Regions from separate parts of the Anas platyrhynchos genome. Here region 2 is linked to region 1. A link is a contact called in public Hi-C data. All regions are on one chromosome and are shown on one strand. Each heading gives the region's core, a stretch centred on a gene start, on an enhancer-like site or on the middle of the called end of the contact. The rest is flanking DNA. Distances are from core to core; before and after follow the strand shown.

Region 1 (6,683 bases), core at 2,014-4,513:
ACCCCACCCGCAATTCACGAGTACCAAAAATAAATTAAATCCCTTTAAATAAGTCATTCTGAAACATTCATCAAGTTCTGATTTCACCAGATCATCTCTACATTTTTATTCCGTAGCAAACCTGGCAAGTCTTACTCGTGATGATTGGGTTTTGTGGCCAAAGGAGCCAAGACCTCAGATCATTGTCCATTGACCCAAAACACAGGCTTTAGCGCAAAGTTCTTAGCAGTCACTAGATGGAGCTGTGCCTGGTAATATTTACATTTCTACAGGCACATCACAAAGAAATATGGAAAAGGCAGCTAGCAGTGTGATGCCTGTCTTCCCAGCAGGAGTAGTCCAAGCACTGTCTACAAATCCACATTCAATGCACCCAAAGCTCATTTGTTGAGCACGCTATGCACAGAAGAATACACAGTATGAAAATACTGCTTCTTCCATCGCTTCCCAAAGCCAAAAACTGTTTAATTATCATTAGTGATGTATGACCAGTGCCTCACAGCTTACTGTTCTGATACAGGTAATGGAGGCCACTAATACCTACGGCCTTCCATCAACATGACAGCAATCCATCCCCATAGGTTTTCAAGCAGTAATTGTCTTGCTGCTGAACCATGCCCATTTCATTGACACTTCAATTTATCTAACCACAAATGCAGTTTAGCCCAAATTACATTGTGTGTACACCTAACATTTCTGGACAAGCGTCTCTTTTCCAAGAAACCACGAGCAGTAGCAAATCTGTCTTCTTACAGAAAGGAAGAAAGGCAATGCAAAAGCGGTGCGTGTGGCTGCCAGTTATAATTGAAATAATTTTAATAATTCATGCCTCATTACCTTGCCACATGGCAGTTCAAAGACCATCTCCTAATCCTTTAACCCTTTTCTCCTGCATCCTTTGGTTTGGTTTCTTAGTTTAATCAGGGAAGAAACAAAACGGGGAACTCTCATCAGCACTTGCCCATAGGGACAAAACACGGGAGAAGCTGGTGAGGCTAAGATCTTAATCCCCTTTCCTCCTGCTCCCTCATTTTCCTGGGTTGATCCATCACTGTCAGATGAAACAGCAAAAGAATTGTAAACTATTATATACCCCAAACCACTGGATGAAGCTGGAATTGCTTTATGGTGTGTCTAGGTACTGTACCATGAACAAGGAGGGCTATTTATTTAGCAGCTTTGCTAAAAAATAGGATCTAGGCATTATATATATATATATATATATATATATATATATATACACATATATTAATGGTTTTGAAGTCTTCTTATTGTCCCTTAACCATTTAGGGAGATAACTTATCTGTTTATTATTTCTATCCTACACAGGGAGACTGCAAACAAGAAAGAAAGGTGTAAAATTATTTTATGGCTGCAAGCACAGTCCTGTTCACTTATGAAAGGGAAACAGCCCTGTAAAAACACATTCGTTTTAAGCACAGTGCATATTTACACAGGAGGTGTCCCTCCTTCAGAAGTTAAACTTGTGTGTGTGAGGGAAACCAAACCACACATGTGAACATGCATCAACACGAGCAGAATAGCACTAGCATTAGATTTCAACACCAGAAACGCCAACATCAGCAAAGCCTACCATTTATAACTGGTTACTCAATATGCTCCAACAGGCAAATGCATTGAGCTATAGATAAACAGGCTGATAGCTTAATGAAAGCTGTAACATAAAGAACATTGCAATCGCTGCTATTACCACCTCACCTACAGCACACTTTACCAGTTTGCTGAGCCACGCGGCTCCCAACACAGCACAGACCCCATCTCATGGGCAGCTAGCCAGCACACAAGGTCTTTTGTGCCCCAGGTCCTGCCTGCAGCCCCACAAAGGGGCAGGGAAGAGCTGTCAGCATAGGTGGTGGTGCCCTCAAACTCAACAGCAGGAGGCATGGAGTGCCTGCTGATTTCGAGATAGTGAGATCTGCTTTGAAAAAAGTCCAGGTCAGCAGGCAGCAGAGCCAGAGCAGGGCCACCTTGGGAATGATTCAGATGAACACAGAACTCAGGTCTCAGGTGATGGAAGCCTGCATAGCTCTAGGGACATTAGAAGAGGTGATTTATTTCAGCTGACCCATGGTGTTTTAGGACTGTCACTGAGGTTTGCCTGCTGATCATATACAGCTGTTTCCATGCCCTTGTTGCACCAGGTGGAGCACAATTTACCTGCCTGCTCTTGCCTTCTATAGAGGGTTCAGCAGTGGAGTTGCTGTGCCTACAAATGGTGGGGATTCAAATGAGGAGTGTCCCACAAGCCTCTTTCCAGGATGGATAAATGCCTAGCAAGCAAAGTGATCTTGTCTGAGAACTTACTAGGCAGCTGAGCAGTGCTCCAGAAGCTGCACATTACATTTGAAGCTCTACAATATGATCTATTGACATACCCTCTCTACCTGCAGGGTGAGGACAAAGGTGATCAAACACAGGTTTGTTTCATGAATAAGCTCTGAGCCAAAGCACTTTCTTCACTTAACAGGAAGAGTACAACTAGCACGACTCATAGGAGATCTCCTCTGCTACCGCTGCCCGCCGGCAGGATGCTCAGCTGAAAAAGCCACTTCAACCTTTAGACATCATCCAACGTGTCACACATCTTCTCAAACGCTGCAAAACTAGAATGTTCAGGTGGGTATTTGCCTTCAAAGTACCGATAAAAATTTGTAATTTCCCTTTTTATCATTATGTACCATAAGAAGTGCTACCCAAAGACAAAACCCAAGATTTTTGAGTGCTATCACGTTGGATTTTCCAGTTTGAGGAACAGTAAAAGAAGAGGTCAGTCATCATTACAGCTGTGTCCTTATTCAAGGCAGAACACTTTAAACAGTTGAGGCCAAACTGTACTGTTCAACTCCTGCCAGCATTCAGTATGGGAGAGCTTGGGGCTCTTCTGGTCTGGGCGAAGGGCCAGAAAATGATTCTGAACAGAAAAAAGCAAAGTCCATTCTAATTTCTGAGCGAGCCAGGTGAAATATAAAAATAAGTCAATTTAAAATACAAAGCTCTGATTGAGTTTTTAAGTATCTGTTCCACTGTGACAACATTAGCAATTAGTTACAGTAAACCAGGCAAGACAACTGATCTCTATTTTGGTTGTGTTCTTCTCAGAAGGACATTCCCTGCCTCAGCCAGCTGCCCGCGTGCAGCACAGCTCATACAAAGGATCACGTGTGAGCTGTGATCATGGAGTGGGCCACAGCAGAACTCCATCTCCCCCCAGTTCATAGGAGGTGCCAGAGCCCTGTTCTGAGCTGCTGTGAAACAATCTGCTCCCAAATTCATCCTCTGATCAGAGCTGGCCGCTGATCCCTTCTCACAGTTCCCAGGCACGCTGCGCCCTTCAGCCACCATCCAGCTTTTTGTGGCTGAGTCTCCTCCAGCTCTTCCTTTCCAAAACCATGTTAAAGTCTTTTAAAGGACCCCGAGCATCGTACAGAGCAATAGAAAGAGAAAGCTGACCATTCCCCTCCTCCTTCCCTGGCTGCCCCAACCAGCTGCACTGCCAACTCCCAACACATCCTGACCATATATTTAGTCTGCAGCAATTTGCTTTGCATTGTCTCGTGCGGGTTCCAAGCGCAGGGATTACATATCCAGCAAGGCATCCAGCAGCCTCACTGAGGGCCTGTCATTTCAGAGATTCAGCTCATCGCCATGCTGCTGCTGGAGGCCGAGACATTGCCTGGTCCAGGGCACAGCTATGAGACAGAGGAGGCAAATGGCAAGTCAGGGAGACGATCCCAAATCCACATCTGCCTGATGGTGTACAGAGCAGGGAGAGAGTTAACATTATCCTTGCTGACATGGGGACTTGCCCAAATCCTCTCTCCAGTTTGGGAAATTGGTCAGAATTCAGCAGAGCCACCAGTGCCCCCAGCCCAAGACCTACATCCCCAAACCAGCACGCTGCAGTGAGCCTGGCCTGGGGAAAGCGAGAGCTGATCTGCAGGAACAGGATATGCTGATCCTGGAGACAGCTCTTCTCTCAACACTGCTCCATATGCAATCAGGAACTGTAATCCCTGCCTGGGGCTGAAACAGCTTCTCCTCTGTACTTCCCAAGCACTTAAAGGCAGCGCAGTCAGCAATGGGCACCCAGGTATTTGTGCAATACAAATGAGACGCATGCACAGAAGGAATGGCCACAGCCCCCAGAGACTCAGCAACAGCTTGCACCTCTGGAAAAAGACAAGGGAAGGGGTCCTCAGAAGGGAAACCCTGAAAAAAAAATGCCACTGGTCAGATTAAGTGGTTTTGCAGCATCCCAGGCAGCAGGTTTGCTCAGGGATGAGCAGTAGTAGGACAGCATATCCCATTGTCCACCCAGCACTGTAACAAGTGCCAAACAAGAGCAAGGCTGGCCCTACCAATATGGAAGAAAACAAGATATGGTTATTTTCTCCCACTGAGCACATTTCTCTATAAACTGGTTGTCCTTGCAGCAAATTCCTGAAGAAACATCACCCTCTTGTGTTCAAGTTGTAGCTAGCAAGGAATGGTTCACAAAGCGGAAAATCAAGCAAGCAGTCTGCACACAGCAGCCATTTGGCTCATTAGTCTTGGATTTGGAAAAGTGGTGTTCAGGCTGTGGACGTGGGGCTCAGAGGGCAGATGTAGAGGACATGCTCTCCAGAATGACTGCAGAAGATGGAAGGAACATACGCTACATTTATCGGTTTCACTTCGCTAATGAAGAGGCTCACCCCACTGGAAAATGTTCAAATCTACAAGTTGTTGTTTTTTTTCCCCTAAAGAGCACTGATGCCACAAACAACCGGTAACACAAATCAGCCTTGCATACTGGCTTTGCCCTGAGATCTTCAGGCTACACACTTGCTCCTGCCCTCACTGTCCAGCATGTATCATTGATGTCCGAGCCTTCGACCACACAAATTAAATACTAATCTGTTGTTACCAGTGCTCTGCCACTAACAGCTAAGCTTTTAAAGAATGTATAAGCTTGAGGTGTCCCACACCTGTGACAAATCTGTTTGCTTCCCAGAAGCTGAGCACCTCCTGTGCTTCCAGCACTGACTGCAACACTGTATGAGCTGCATGGGATATAAAAGCAAAAAGGGATTCACCAAGGTGCAGGCTTGTGCCCTACACCTTGGTTTAAGTTTTGCTTTCACTTTTAATTGGGATGTTAATCTGGCACTCCTCTCGCTTCAGAAGTGAGCCACCACCATTAACCACAATGTCATGTTCTTTCTTGTTCTTACTCCATCCTTAACCTTCAGAAAAAAAAAAAAAAAAAAAAAAAAAAAGGTCTTCTAACAACCCTGGCAGCCCCAGGGTTGTTTGCTTCCCCCAGGCTTTGCAGCAAAAGCTGCAGCTAGCCAGTGAGACACACCTTGTGCTGGTTCTTGATAACCCCAGCACTGTTCACCCAAATGCATTTTATTTATTTATTTATTTTTTTTTTTTAGGAGTTACAAAAACTATCCACGGACATTTTTACATGCTTGTTGTATGAAACAAACACTAAAACATTGTGGGGAGAGTTCCCACTTCCAATCTGTTTGGCTGCTTCACTTGGTTTAGTATGCTCACTGGCAGCCAATGTAAAAATATTCCCTGCTGTCCCATCCAGGATGGCATCTTGCACGTTCCTGGAATGAGCAAGCTATCTCCCTTTCACTTCCCCTTACTATGTTTCTGTTCATCTCCTACAACTACTTCCAAAGCAACAAATGCAAACAGTTCAATTTAGAAAAAATTGATAAATGCCAATAAAGAAGCCTACGTCAGATGCGAGATCTCCAATGTGTCTGCCATTTAGATTGAATCAGAACGTTAATATGCATTAAATGGTATTTGAGAATTTCAGATGTATTTAATACAAGCAGATTTGCATGTCTACCACTGAGTTTTTAATCCTTGATAAATGCGCAGAATAATCAATTATTCAATGAACATACGAGAGTTGGCTGATTAAATCTCAATTATAAAGGCAAGTCTTACCCACTATTTATTGCAACTGTTCTCCCAGCATTGCCTAATTAAACCATATTTGATTATGGGGTGAAAAACATTTATTGCAGATATTGTGGCTCTGTAACTGATGCATATCTGTGGCCTGGCTGTTAAGCCTTAATAAATACATTTTAAACAGCTAATTATTTAATTAACAACAGTCTCTTCCAATCTCAGTGTAAAGCATACTGAAGTCCTTTCATGAAAGACCTAATGGAAATTAAACCATCAGAAGCTGCTTCATTGTTTTCACTCCCTCCCACACATCCTGGTGGTGCTGGGGTGCTTCCAGCTCTACTGCCCAGGCTTTAGAGAGCCTGTGCTGCATGGGCAGGGGATGCTGTGTTTTCTTCTATAGGGGACATCCAGCTCCTAGGGATCTTGTACTGCAAGCATCCTGCAAATCTGCAGACTCCAAAAGCAGCCTGGATGACCACCTCTGATGTGCCTCTGATTCTCCACTGCAGACATGTGATGGTCAACAAGATGAGTCCTGCCTATTTTTACACCACCTGTTTAATCTATTTAACTCTAGATTTCATCCTCATTGAAAGGTTAGCTTCACCTGGGGAGATTTGCTAATTGGCCCATGGCATACAAGGCAGCTGTGTGGTGCTGTTCACCTCCAGTTAGCTCTGATTAAGAGAGACAAAGGCAAGGATCTTTTGGAGCTCTTCCATGGAGGAGCCTGCCTA
Region 2 (6,683 bases), core at 1,764-4,263, 54 kb before region 1:
AAGAGAGCAAAACCGCTAAACCCTTTATGGTCAGGGGAAGAGGACTCAGGGTGACAAATGGGGGGCGATGGCACGTCGCACCAGGACAACATCATCTTCCCCTAGCAGAGAGGGGGCAGCACTGACAGGCCAGCTGCAGGCAGCAGGGGAGGCCGAGAAGGTTTACATCCCCTCCTGTCTGCCTGGTGAAGGCAGGAGATCCACACGGCTCTTGCTGATGAGCAGAGCAGAGCCATGATCCTGGGTTTGGTGCTGCTCCTGCTGGAACAAGGCACTGGCCGGTGATTTTGTACCACTCAGCACCAAAGTCCCCCTGGAGGAAGCTCTGCCTGCACCTCCCCTGCCTGTGATGACCGACGGATGGACATCACAGCCCGGGAATAAATCCCGTACTCCTGCTCTTTGGCCCATGCTCCCCAGCACAGATGAAAGATGGGTCCGGTGAGATCCATTCACGTCTCCAGCCTGACATGCAGCTACTCGCGAGCCCCACAGCTCAGATCAGCAGCAGGAGTTGCCTCTACCCCATAGGGAGCCTCAGCCCTGCCCTGCACGGGGTTGCCGGCATCTCAAACGGGTCAAATTCCCAGCTTTATCACGACAAATCCCTCCCAGCTGCCTGGCAGAGCATCCTGAATTGCCTGTCTATGAAAAGCGGAAAGCATCTACCTCATTTTCCATATAGGAAGTTAGAGCACATGTGTTAAATGATTTACATAAGGATGCGGAGTAATTTAGTGGAGGAGCAGGAAAAGGACTCCAAAATTCCTGCTTCTAATTGCCGCACGATCACTCCCTCCTGGTACAGTTTAAATCCTGACTCACTGCTAAATAAAAGCTGTGCCAAAATCTGATCAGCTTAGGAGAGGGGAACCCAGATGCTTTTAGCAACGCGGTGAAAAAACACCCATCTATTTTTATCAAACAAAGTGCCTCCGTATACACACACAAAGGACTTCCCTCAGCTGCAATCCTCAACAATCATTTATCTTTCTCCAGAGGCGGAATGTAGTCCTGTGCCTACTTCTGGAAGCAAAATCCAACGCGGACAGTGTGGGACGTTGCAGCAGCAGAGGCGCAGCAGCAGCAGAGGCGCAGCAGCAGCAGCAGGCTCACGCCGCCCCCTCCCGGCCTGGGTGGCCACAGGCCCAGCTGCATGCCCCAGGCCACCACTGCCTTGCACCCATCGTCACCCACCCAAGCTGCACAACCCCGGCTCTCCCAGCCCCTCCGAGCAGGGAATGGGTCGCTGGGAGCAAAGGAGCTGTGCCAGAGGAGATCCGAGGTGCAAGTGTCTGGGGAGGGGGACACTCACCCTTAGCCTGCTGGCAAGCAGTGACTGGTGCTGCTGGGATGCAGCTGCCGACGGGCTCTCTGGAAACGTTGGATGACCCATGCTGGGGTCTCACAGTCAGCTCAGGGTCAGCAGCCACCTGAGCCCCTCAGAGGCACCCAGGTGGTTCAAGGAAGCCCACTGAGACATTTCTGCGGGCACCCCCCCTGCATGCATGCTAAAAAGCAGCAGTGAGTTCCCAGAGAGCACTGTTTATGGAGTGTAGCTTTGCAAAGACCGGCTGAAGCTGTTAAAATGGCCTCCCCTCTCCTTTACAGGCAGCATAGTCAAGGACATGGGTCTCTGGGCTGGGAGCCTGATGCAGACACTTGGGGCAGCTCGCCCCATCGCTGTACGTGGTGTCAGGACCTTGTTTCGGGGGGCACCCAGCAGTCAGCACCCAAAGGCTGACCAGTTCTGTGCAAATTGTCTGTTCCTGATATTACTGTCCCAGTTACTGTCCCAGTAACATCAGGAACAGCTCTTTTTTAACTCTTTCCCTTTGTTTTATAAATGACCCAGACAGACTCCAACGTACTTCACCTGCAAGCCAAGGCACTACATTCACCCGAGCAGCCCAGCCGCTGCGAGCTCCCCATCCCACATCTGCCGGCCCAGCCCTGTGCTCGCTCAGGAGCTCAGAAAGTCCAGCCCCAACACCTGCCCCACACCAGCCAATGTCACCAAAGCCACCGCGCCAGCACCGGGGCTAAGAACTCAAAACATGCAGCCCTGGAAAGAAAAAGCATCTGAAACTGATAAAAAAGCATGTCCTGCGCTCACTGAACTGCACTCATCGAAAGCGAAGGAGAGCATGTCACACGCAGCCAAGCCCACAGATCCCATGTGAGGAATCACGCTTATCACTCCCCAAATCAGCTTCTCTGGAACCCAGAGCTTTCTCACAGAACTACTGCTTTAGTTTAGACGCTCTCTGGTAGGGATGTGATCACTAAACCAACACAGGCCTGTTTATGTAGCACCAACTTCTCGTGGATACAGACCAGGCCTAGCAAAAAAAAAAATAAAAAAAATTAATCCACTTTCAGGTTTATTGCGTGATTATTGCTTGTAAAACTAATGCATTCTGGTAAGAAGCAGGGGCAGAGCCTGGCTCCCAAGAAGCTCGGTGCAAAGGGGATGGTCTCGAGGGACGTGGGTTGAGCACGTAGTAAAGGACGGGGTACCACCTCCCTCAGCTGTTCTCGGTGGGGTACCCACCAAGCACTAACAGCACAGCTGGAAGCTCCTTTGCCTGCAGAGAGCTTCAGCACAGACCCCCAAAGGCCAGATCCTGCCTCAAAAATCAAGGGGTAACGGGACCACAAATGCCATTTTCCAAGGAGTTACAGCAAATCTGAGGCAGAGCAAGAAATCTAGCCTGAATTTTCTCAGGCATCATACCGTGCAACGGGACTCGCTACCCATTAAACCTTCACTGCTGTGCATACGATGCTGGGGCCCCGCGCCCCACTGCAGTGCTCGCAGCCCAAGGCATCGCTGCTCTCTAACAAATTATTCTGTCCATTAGTTACAGCTGCACTACAGCATGGAGAAGCCAACAGGACAAAGATATTGTGATTCTGAGATCATTAAGGCAACAGAAGACATGTGTTGACCCAGACATACTTCCCTAACTACGTACTTGCTCCTACTCAGCATTATGGTATGCTGGACCTTGGAAGCGCCCTGACTTGCATGAGAAACGTCCTCCCTCACCCCAGCAGCATGGGAATCGCTCTGCTGGGAGGCTCCGAGTCATCCAGCGAAGCACGGAGCAGAAGGGCAGGCGGGAAGGGAGCTCCTGCCCCGGGCTTCACCAAGCTCAGCAGAGCGGTGCTGAGAAGTGTTACCTCCGCTGTCAGGCCAGAGATGAGCTGTGCGCCACAGCGGGATCGTATTTAATGGAGATGAGCAGAAATTCCAGCAGATTTAAAAGCAGACATCAGGAAATGGATAATGCTTCATACCTTGACATGCCTCAGACAACTGCGGGAATGCATCCACCGGCCAGGCGAGAGCAGGCTGGGAGCAGCCGAGCACGCTGCAAACATAGCTGTCTGCAGAGGCAGCTCTGCAGCCCCAAGAAACCCAAACCCTTCCCGAGAGGAGGCCCAACGGGACCTATCTGGTTATTAACTGAGCCAAAACCCGCAGTCATTGCAGGTCACAGTGCAGCACCTCCGAAGTGGGTGAAGGCAGATGCTTGAACAAGAACACCAGCAAAAAAAAGCTGCAGGCTTTTTTGCAGTGCATGGCACTCGGGGGACAGGGCATTGAACACCGCAATAAACCATGGCTGTGGGCACCAGGTAGGAGCAGGGGACAGTGAGGGGAGAACTAAGGACAGCCCAGTGGCTGACAGCAAAGGTGGGACAGGCAGGAAAAAGCATCCAGTGTGCCAGGGCTGGATGGAGGGGGTGGGATCTAACAGAAGGTAGAAGCACCCACACTGCAAATGCCTGACCTGGTGTCCCATGCCACAAGCCAGAGCAAAGAGAAACACGTTTGGTAAAGGAGAGCCTACAGGTGTGTGAGGACCATGAAAAAGCAGTATGTCACTGTCCTAACTGCCATCTCCCAGGAACAACAGCGGCACCAAAAATCTTGAAGCAGAAAAGACAGAGTGATAAGAAGCAATCCCAACCCTGCTGCATGCTTTTTAAAGATTAACTTGGATAAAAAAGTGACAAAAAGGCACATTCCCTCCTACCAACCCTTCACACCTCCAACACTCACACACAGTATCACTTCTCCCCTTCTCTAGTGCTCAGGGCAGGCACGTGGTGCATCCCACGGGGCTCTGAGGACCACCGAAGATGCTCGGTTGTGATGTACTCAGTGTGAGAGCTGCTGCCTGGGCAGCCTCCAAAAGCCCTGTGCTGCAAGCAGGGGCCGTCTTCTCACTGCTCTGATCATTGAGGTGCACAAATGACACATAAAACATGTTAAATTCTGGATGCATGCGCACACACAAGCATATACCCACAGGTGGTGCTTTGTATAACTGAAAGATTACAAAAGGATCACCAGTGGGTTAATAAACAGTTCCCCGTTTGTTCTGGAGTCCAGCACATTGCTTACAAGCACCTCCAGCACTCCCAGCTGCCTGCTCCTGGGCCCTGCACCTCATACATGCCACTCATTGCATCCAGGTGTTATAATTACCTGCTAATCATTTAGTAACTTCTACACTGGGTTCTCCAAGTGTAATTTTAAAGGCAGCATTAATAATTTACCTGGGAGATCAGACTTCCTTTCCCACGGTGGCTGCACCGATCCCATCACTCCCTCATCGCAGTAATCAGACCCCGGCCGCCTGGCATGCTGCTGACCCTTTCCTTTCAAGAAGAGGTAAAGGGCCCCGTGGCATTAACAATCAGGGCTTTGTAGAAAGATCTGGACTAATCAAACCAGCCATCTGCTGAGGAAAGCCACCTCCAGCCGAGGAGCACCCCTGCTGCCACCAAAGTGCTCGGAAAGGCAGAGCGGGGCACAGATGTGAGCAGGGCCGCAGCCCCCAGCACAGCTGCCCGGCCCCAAACCACCAGAGCAGGATGCCTGGAAACCAATTTGATTTAGGCTTTTCATGCAGGATTAGCGTGTGGAAACGTGCGAGAGATAGTTTAACTGGATTAAAAGGAATCAGCAAGTTGTATGAGAGGGTATTTCTTATACCTGCACCCAAAGGCACCACCGGAGCCCGGTGCCTCCTTACAGAGCCTGAGGAAGACCTCGCTGCTTGGAGCAAGGCACAGCGCCAGCATCACCCCGTGCATTCAGGGCCTTCACCCGCAGCGCCCATCATCGTCATGGGATCTCAGACTGGGGACACTGCTCCGCTGCGAGGAAGCCTGGGCTCTGCTTGGGCGGCACAGACCCCATGGGACGTGCTGAGCTGCAGCAGCTGTGGGAAAACAGCCCTCGAGGAGGAGGAGAGGCCCAATTCCCACCCGCTCCGAGGTGCCCTCACCCCGTCCAGCAGCGACACAGTCAGATCTGGAGTCAGCTCTTCCCACCCACAGCAGAATATTAATTAAAAGCATGCTTAGGGCCAGAACAGTGACGAACGTGGCCCCCAGCGCTGCACAGATCTGCTTTCATCTGAGTCATGTTTCGGTTTAGTCACCGAGGCCGGAGCTCTGGCTCTCCCTGTGCTGGGAGCGCTGCCTGCCCGGCCACGGGGGGAGAGCACGGCTGCCCATGTCGTGGGCAGCGCCTTCTGAACGAGACATAGAGCCAGCCGAGCTCCTCTTCTCCCCTGTGATATTGCCAGTTTTGTGCCTGAAGCCCCATTAGGGATGATTTTCCTACATCATTACATTCCCCATCCTGCCAGGCACAGCCTGCTCCTGCCTGAGCCGAGCGGAGCAGCCACACACGTGCCCCACCTCCAGCCCCCAGGCACGGCTCCTTGGGGTAAGGCTCGGGGCGCGCTCCCCATGCCCAGTTTGTGCATTCTGACCCCAAAATGACGTAGCCCTAGCTCTACCACATCTGAACCACCCGCAGCTGAGTCAATTCCAGCAAGGGCCAGTGAAACACGCACGCACTTGGACACTGGTAATTCACAGACGCTGCTCATGCTCATGCCTTAGCATGAGTTCGTGCACCTCTGCACAACCGTGCTCCCCAGAGTCCTCCTGCCTGCAGCCCCAAAAGCAGAGCCAGCCCAGGCAGGGGGTTCTCGCAGCATCTTACGGGCTGGGAGAGACCCACCTGTGATGCTTTTTGGGAACAAAGAGCCTCAGATCACATCACCACAGCCAGAAATCTTAGAAGTTTGGACAAGACCTCCAAGATCATCCAGTCCAACATTCTCCCTACCATCCACTAAACCACATCCCTAAATCAGAGTTCCCTTTCACACCAGCAACCTTTTGCAACCCCCTCCTCTGCACAGCAGGAAGGGGCCCAGGGGTGCACAGAGAGTGCAACAGGAGCTGTGGAAGGCCAAACCACAAGGGGAACAAAGCCACCCTGCCACCTCCTCCTGTTCCCCCAAACCCTGCCTTGCAGAGGCCTGCACGCAGTGGCAGAGGGCTTCCCAGCCCAAGGCACTGCCTTGCCAAAACGCACGCCAGCCGCTGCGTTAGGAGCAGCTCTCAGGAATGCTTTGAAGTGGCTCAAACCAGAGCAGAAAGCACAAGCAAGAGAGATGGAGAGAGGGATGAGGAGGCATCAGCTGCGCTCTTCGAAGGCAGTGAGGAGCGGAGGATGCTCCTGCAGGTAAGTTCCCTTCCCAGCGGCTCTCAGCATGTGCCCAGATGGGGCCCCACAGGTTTGTGTGGGGCCAGCCATGGCAGCAGCTTTCTCTGGCCACAGTTCGCTCCACCCTGGCTTAAGCGTT

Evidence for each region. A called contact is a pair of places that touch in the nucleus more often than the background predicts.
Region 2: a Hi-C map of subcutaneous adipose tissue shows a contact between it and region 1, with 2.2 times the contacts expected there. The contact joins two enhancer-like sites. A contact is called at or near these places in 2 of 8 Hi-C or Micro-C datasets (skeletal muscle and subcutaneous adipose tissue).

What each region holds. Positions count from the first base shown.
Region 1 is chr19:7,674,516-7,681,198 of IASCAAS_PekinDuck_T2T, reverse strand. No RefSeq gene overlaps it. Among named protein-coding and RNA genes, the nearest start is that of SEPTIN9, 12 kb to the left of the region's middle. Within about 2 kb of position 3,263, at least 1 of the 8 cell types and tissues checked has an H3K27ac peak or open chromatin away from gene starts, as enhancers often do. A contact at or near this core is called in subcutaneous adipose tissue, where this site is marked.
Region 2 is chr19:7,728,136-7,734,818 of IASCAAS_PekinDuck_T2T, reverse strand. The region is part of intron 2 of SEPTIN9 (septin 9); the gene reads right to left. Among named protein-coding and RNA genes, the nearest start is that of SEPTIN9, 41 kb to the right of the region's middle. Within about 2 kb of position 3,013, at least 3 of the 8 cell types and tissues checked have an H3K27ac peak or open chromatin away from gene starts, as enhancers often do. A contact at or near this core is called in subcutaneous adipose tissue, where this site is marked.